Linked DNA regions of Mus musculus: region 2 is linked to region 1. A link is a contact called in public ChIA-PET data. All regions are on one chromosome and are shown on one strand. The core of a region is the stretch at or near the end of the contact, and the rest is flanking DNA. Distances in the headings are between cores, read along the strand shown. Region 1 overlaps Slc38a6 (solute carrier family 38, member 6). Region 2 overlaps Prkch (protein kinase C, eta).

Evidence for each region. ChIA-PET counts read pairs in DNA pulled down with a chosen protein or histone mark.
Region 2: an RNA polymerase II ChIA-PET map of memory CD8 T cells shows a contact between it and region 1, with 5 read pairs. The contact joins two enhancer-like sites.

Annotation. Positions count from the first base shown.
Region 1 is chr12:73,340,799-73,343,901 of GRCm38.p6, reverse strand. It overlaps Slc38a6 (solute carrier family 38, member 6), which reads right to left. Exons shown (of 16, transcript NM_001037717.3): 9 at 2,429-2,494; 10 at 2,142-2,195; 11 at 154-233. Among named protein-coding and RNA genes, the nearest start is that of Slc38a6, 56 kb to the right of the region's middle. Within about 2 kb of position 1,776, at least 67 of the 459 cell types and tissues checked have an H3K27ac peak or open chromatin away from gene starts, as enhancers often do. A contact at or near this core is called in memory CD8 T cells, where this site is marked.
Region 2 is chr12:73,698,417-73,701,531 of GRCm38.p6, reverse strand. Prkch (protein kinase C, eta) reads right to left here. Exons shown (of 14, transcript NM_008856.4): 7 at 1,224-1,351. Among named protein-coding and RNA genes, the nearest start is that of Gm34189, 82 kb to the left of the region's middle. Within about 2 kb of position 1,786, at least 52 of the 459 cell types and tissues checked have an H3K27ac peak or open chromatin away from gene starts, as enhancers often do. A contact at or near this core is called in memory CD8 T cells, where this site is marked.

The DNA.
Region 1 (3,103 bases), core at 527-3,026:
CTGTGGTCATGGAGTCTCTTCACAGTAATAAAACCCCGACTAAAACAATTACTTTGTTTTGTTTGTAAGCTAACACTTGGAATTCAGGGCAATGGGGAAGGGTTCATAAGTGAGAATGTGACTTGATCTGAAGGCCACAGCGTTCCACAGTACCTTTGAAGCTCACAGTATATGGGCAATACTGAGGTATGGCAGAGAAAGGAAAAAGCCATGGTTGGTATGGCGTAAACGCTCTGAAAAAAAATTAGAACAAAACACTATTATCTGTTACATCATTTGTATTTGATAATAACCTCAGTTCTTCTTGCTTTAATTACATTGTTATTTAGTTAGCCCTTGCAGAGGTCAGAGGGTGACTAAGGAGTCAGGCTTGCCGAAGACACTCATACAGCTGAGCCATTGCCAGCACAACAATAAAGCTCTTTCTAAAAAACAACTTAGTCAAATCTGTGCCATCTTTTGTGAATGATCTCTTCATACGACAGACAGAAAGAGAGAGAGAGAGAGAGAGAGAGAGAGAGAGAGAGAGGGGAGAGAGGAGAGAAGAGGATCTGCAGTGGCCAGCAACTACTATAGCTTAGGTGGCTTGCCGATTCTAACCACATTTTCTGGCTGGCCTCTCAAATCATGTTGCTTTATTACAATGATCACTTTCTACATTATTTGGATAAGATAAAACTAATTTAGGTAATATATAAAGAGCTACATTTAAAATAATTTTTATTATAATTCCAGTTGTTCTTAAGGTATGCACGATTTAAATACATCTCATTACCCAAGCAGCAATAGTGCTAATGCTTTCAAATCTGCTTTTAGTTACTCGATCCAAGTAAGTACTCCAAATAGAAGCCACATCTTTGTACTGCCAGAATCCATGACCAAGATCTTTCTTAATGAGCACCAAGATCATTAATTCTAGACCTGAAAAACTCCTTAGGATCTCATGTAATACATAAGCCTAAGGTTTCTTTAAAAATTATTATTAGAATACTTAACAAGAGCCAGAGAAAACTAGCAAGCCAAACGTTATTACCTCTACATTAAAGAACTGTCTTTAACAAATGGATGGTAATGATTTATTTTCTCTTTTCTGGTCTAAAAATATTTCTCCTGAGCTAGTGTTGGGCTCTTCACCAAAAGAAGTTCCAGATGAAGGCCTACTTTGGAATATCGTACCTAGGACGTTGTGTTTCTTGAAGCTGTATTAGGGGAATGAGAGCTTAAGACACGTTCTCTGTTTCATAAGCTGCTCAGTTTCCTGGCCTGTCAACTCCCCTGCCCTGATCTAAGGCCCACGGAGGTCTCCGCCGTGTGAGAGATGTGGTGACCTCCTCACAAGGCTTGGGAAGACGCTTCTTGTTATAAACTGGAGATAAAAGGGAAAGTTTTGCACGGAGAACAACCCACATTAACATTCTATACTAACAAAGCTGTGCAGCGAGGAGAGGAGAGTCTGGTGTCTGGGGCCTGCAAAACCACATTTCAGCAGAAAAACAAAGTCGAGAGGAAGAGACTCCCAGAAACAGGAAGGCTCCGCCTTTTCCGTGAGAGCAAAGCCGGAGCCCCTGTTTGCCTGCTTGTGCTCAGGGATTCTTCCAGGCACTTTCCGGAGCCTACAGCTCTCTTAAGAGTGGGCATGGGACTTGGGTTTCTGGTCTCTGCTGTGAACATCATAAATTTCCCTGGAGTTCTGCTCAGAAGGTACTGGCAGTACTCAAATGCTGGCCCATTGATGAGGCTGTTTAACTAGAGACCAAAGTCCTACTCACCAGGGAGGAGTTTTTGATGTAATTGGCGATTTAGCTTTACAAGTCCAGAGCGCAACAGGAAAGCCATATCCACAGAGGACCTTACTGGCCAGACCAGACATTTGGTAAATCTGTTCTTTTAGGCAAAGGCCCATTTAAAACAGGCTCCATTTAAAAGCATGCCAAAAGAAAGAAAAGAAAAAGGTGGCTGTTTCATAATGGGCCACCCTGTGTTAAATAATATTATTCTTCTGGTAGGCAATCCTATACTTAGCACTTTCATGAAAATTAATTAGTTACAGGTACAAAGACCTAAGAGACCCTGTAACACAAATCTCTTAAAACTTGAAATGTGAAAAATCAACCAAAAGTATCTGTTAATAACTTACACACCTCTTTGGAGAAATGAAAGAGCTTTGGTTTACAGTCATCTGTTGCGTTTGAAATCTGTTTAAGAGTATTGAGGGGAAAAGAAAAACCAATAGGTATTAAAAGTCAGAATACATCAACAAATATGATGAATTTATTACTACTAGAATTTCAAATCAAATTACTTCAAAGAAAAGGTCTAAACTGTTACGTAACTATTACCTTTCACCAACTAGGAAAATAATCATTTATCTTCAATTTCTTTTTTTTAGTTGAAAGGTTAAAAATAAAAAAAAGCTAAAAATTATTACCTGAAAGACTTCATTGATGCAATCTAAGGTCACAGGACAAGGAACGGCCCATTTTTTAATTACTACCTGTAAAAGTAAATGCAACCAGCACTTAGATGATCTGTAGTGAAATTCATCACAAGTTGATGCTTTCAATAAAGCCAAACAGAAGTTTCCTTGATGCTCCGATTTTCCCAGAGAGAATGGGGTCACCCTTTAACATGGTCACTGGGCGGAGGGGAGGGCCCAGCATGACAGGAGTGCTTTACATCTGATCAGTGGGGAATCCTGCTCATCAAAGACTCTTGTGTCAATTTTCAAAACTCCAGCAGTACACTGGTTCTGTTTTTAAAGTGCAACTCAAAGAGGAAGCACACTTTCAATAATAACTGCAAAGATTATCTATTATCGTCAGTGGCAGACAGAGCAGAAGAGAGGCAGAAGTGGGGGGAGACTTTAATTCTCAGTGTGCTTGTTGGTACTCCTGATGAACACACACTTTCACCTCTTCAGGTTTTCACGTTCGTGCTATTGGTGAGTGTGGAGAAAGCTGGCCAGAATCGGGTGCAGAGCTAGGGAACTCCAGCTGGAGGGATGCTGTTTCCCAGGACCATCAACGGGCATGCTTCAGGATTTGACTCTTAATTGTGGCCGTCCTGTTCCTGCAGCCCCAGTTGTGGCTGTGTCAACACTGCC
Region 2 (3,115 bases), core at 537-3,036, 360 kb before region 1:
GGACCCCATGCTCCACTCATGCCAGACAAGCACTGTACCACCAAGCTGCTCCCCAACTCTAAGAAGATGAATTCTGGAGTTCTTGATGTATCTGGTTAAAAAGGATGTGTCTAGACTTTAGGCCCTAGAGAGACTTACAAGCAATGCTGAAAACAAGCCAACTACTCCACAGCCTGAACCTCCAAGGATCTTATATATTTAACCCCACAAAACAGGCATTAACAATACAATAAAATGGCTTATATTTAAAAACACAGCAGTTTTTATAGCTCTCCTTCCAAATCTACTGTAGACTTTTCAAAGACAGAAAAGTGGTCCCAGCTTGAATCTTACTTCCTTAACCTGCACTCTTGGTTAGAGCTAAAACCTCAAAGCTAGAGTCCCCTAATCTTTTTTTTAACCCACTTTTCTCTTTGATTACTTATAATTCTATCTTTTTAATGATGTGCTGTCAGCAGGTAGATGTTTCCCCCAGTATTGAATACCATAACACTAAAGACACTTGATGTTACAGAGAAGGAGGCACTGCCCATTCTGGGACTGTCACATAGCCTGGCTCCAGATCTCACAGCCATCCAGACATGGCTGCTTCCCAGCCTCCAACCAAGGATGTGGGCCAGAAAGACAACACTAAGAACTAGGAAGCAGCAGCTAAGGCTCTGATGGACAGCATCAGCTGGATGTCACTTGGGGAGGTTGCAGGACAAAACACAGCCAGGGCAAGAAAACCACTCCACCCATTCCCAAGCGTCCCGAGGAAGGAGCTGTCTGCTGCAGAAAGCAGGAGATGAACTCACAACCCTGGACACGTGCTGCAGTCTAGGGAAGTGGAGAACCCCAGGCACTGGCACCTTCAACCCCATTTAGAGATAAGGAAGCAGAGGCCGGTGGCTTCTGACCAGCTGTCCCGATTGGACACCAGCCAGGGGCGTACCCTAGGCATCTGGATTCTGAGATTCTTGCCAGACCAGATTGATAGGAAGCTGATTTTAAGGGGAGGTGGGGGGTGAGTCCGTTCTCTTGCTTCATGATATACATGCATGCTCACTGTTTTGAGCCCTAACTGTGTAGACTCTAGTTGGGGAGATAAAATGCCTTTTTTAAAGCACAGCAGACTTGTTCACTGGATTTGCTGAGATTATGTCCCCCTAGACTCTCATTTGAGCTCATTGCACCGGAATAACTTGCAACCTACAATACACAGCCAGAGGCAAAGGGCTCACCGAGGTTGGAGAAATATTTCCGGGTTGGAGACCCATCCCTGCCAGGGTCTTGGCAAGCTCCACGGCATTCACCCCGCAGTTTGGGGCCACGTTCGCCTGACACCGAATATGTACATTCATCTTACATACTGGAGGGAAGAGAAGAGAATCCAGGTTCACAAACGTGCTTGCAGGGAACATCGGTAGCCTAACGACTGTGACAGAAGAACGATACGGGCAGCTGGCAGTGTGATCTCACAAGATTAAACTCGCATTTAGAACAAGTCCTGGCATTTTCCCTGCTTCTGATTAGTGCAGAGGCAGAAATGCTAGAGCATGAAAGAATAGCAGGCTTCGAATAATAGATTTTGACTCTCTTCACCGTGGCTCGAGAGGATAGACTCATCTAAATCACACGTAACAGTTGCCTTGGCAGCAAGACACGATACAGAGATGAAGATGCTCATCACAGAGACCATCACGGGGCGGTTAGATAACAAAGGATCATGCTAACTGACTGCACTCCCTCTTGCCATTAAATAAAGGCAGCAGTCTCCAGGCTGCAGCTTGGTCACTGTTCAAACAAGGTGGAAATGGGTTTCTGAAGGGTTTATGCACCTTCTTTCCGGGTACTGCTGTGGTTGGGTGGTACTCCTAGCCCACAAAGAACATCCGGTAGGGCTGTGGTTCTAACTGTTTTATAGGGAAGAAAAAAAATAGCAAACTTTGAAGTGTTTGAAGGTCAGGGTTAATGACATTTGGAGAAGGGAGCAAAGCAAGCTACATTTCTTGTTATCTGTGAAGCTCCCGGGACAATGACAGCTCCCAGGTTTAATCGGCAGACATAAATTACTATCATGTTTCTTGAAGTGGGTCCTGCTGACAGAAGGCCCGGCTGAAGCCTTGTGCAATAAATGTCTCTTCGATGGAGCCACTCCGTCTTTGGAGACACAGAACAACCTAGACGTTATGGGGATTGCGTTTGTCCTTTGGGAAGCTTTCTTTATGAAAACGGACACCGCGTGAAGCAGAGAGAGGCCCTGATGCTTAAGCTCCATTAGCTTCATGGGAAATCGACTGGTATAGAGAGATGCAAACGACAAAGGCCTTTTAGAAAAGCCCTGTGGCAATAAAACCAAAAGTTGAAGGAGTCAAGTCACTGCAGGTCTGCTGCTCTGGGGCACCCGGGAACAGAGGGCTACAGGTGATCCCTATGTGTGGATCTGTACCCTAGCCGGAAATACAGGAAAACGGAAGTGGCTCACTCCCCGTGAGAGCCTGAGACCAGTAGCAAGCAACACCTCAGGCAAAGCTGCTGCTTCACTTAAGCTTGCTGCTGCTTCAGGTGAATGAAAAACGGTGCCACAGGGCCAGAGAGATGGGCTGTTTGTGCTGGTTTTCTTCTTACCCCAGGCTGCTCTGGGCCTCACTATGTAGATCGACCCTTGGTGCTGGAATTAGAGGCATGAGTTACTACGCCTTGCTAGAATTTGGTCCCTTTTGCTGACAGACAGTTTGACTGTCCCAGACAGCCAACGAAAGTTGTCATCCTAGTGTGTGTCTCATAAGGCTTCAGGTGCACCCCAGATAATCACATACTCATGGAAAATGACTCCGGGCCAATAGCTCCACAACCCCTAACAAAACAGGTGCTGGCCTTTACCCCACTCAGAGCCTTTGAAAAGGCAAGAGCTCCAAACAGCACCGTGTGCAGTTGGTGAGGTGCCAGCCACCATCAAAGCTTCAGCTCTCGCTCTTTGCCCTACCAGCTTCTTCAGTCACACCACAGGACTCTTGCAGACAACCCACGCAGCTCCTGCTAATGTGACAGCTCAACTGCTCCCTACTTCTGATGAGAGCCAGTTCTCACTTAGAACCCAAACCTTCTCTTCTGGTCATTCAGCTATACCTCC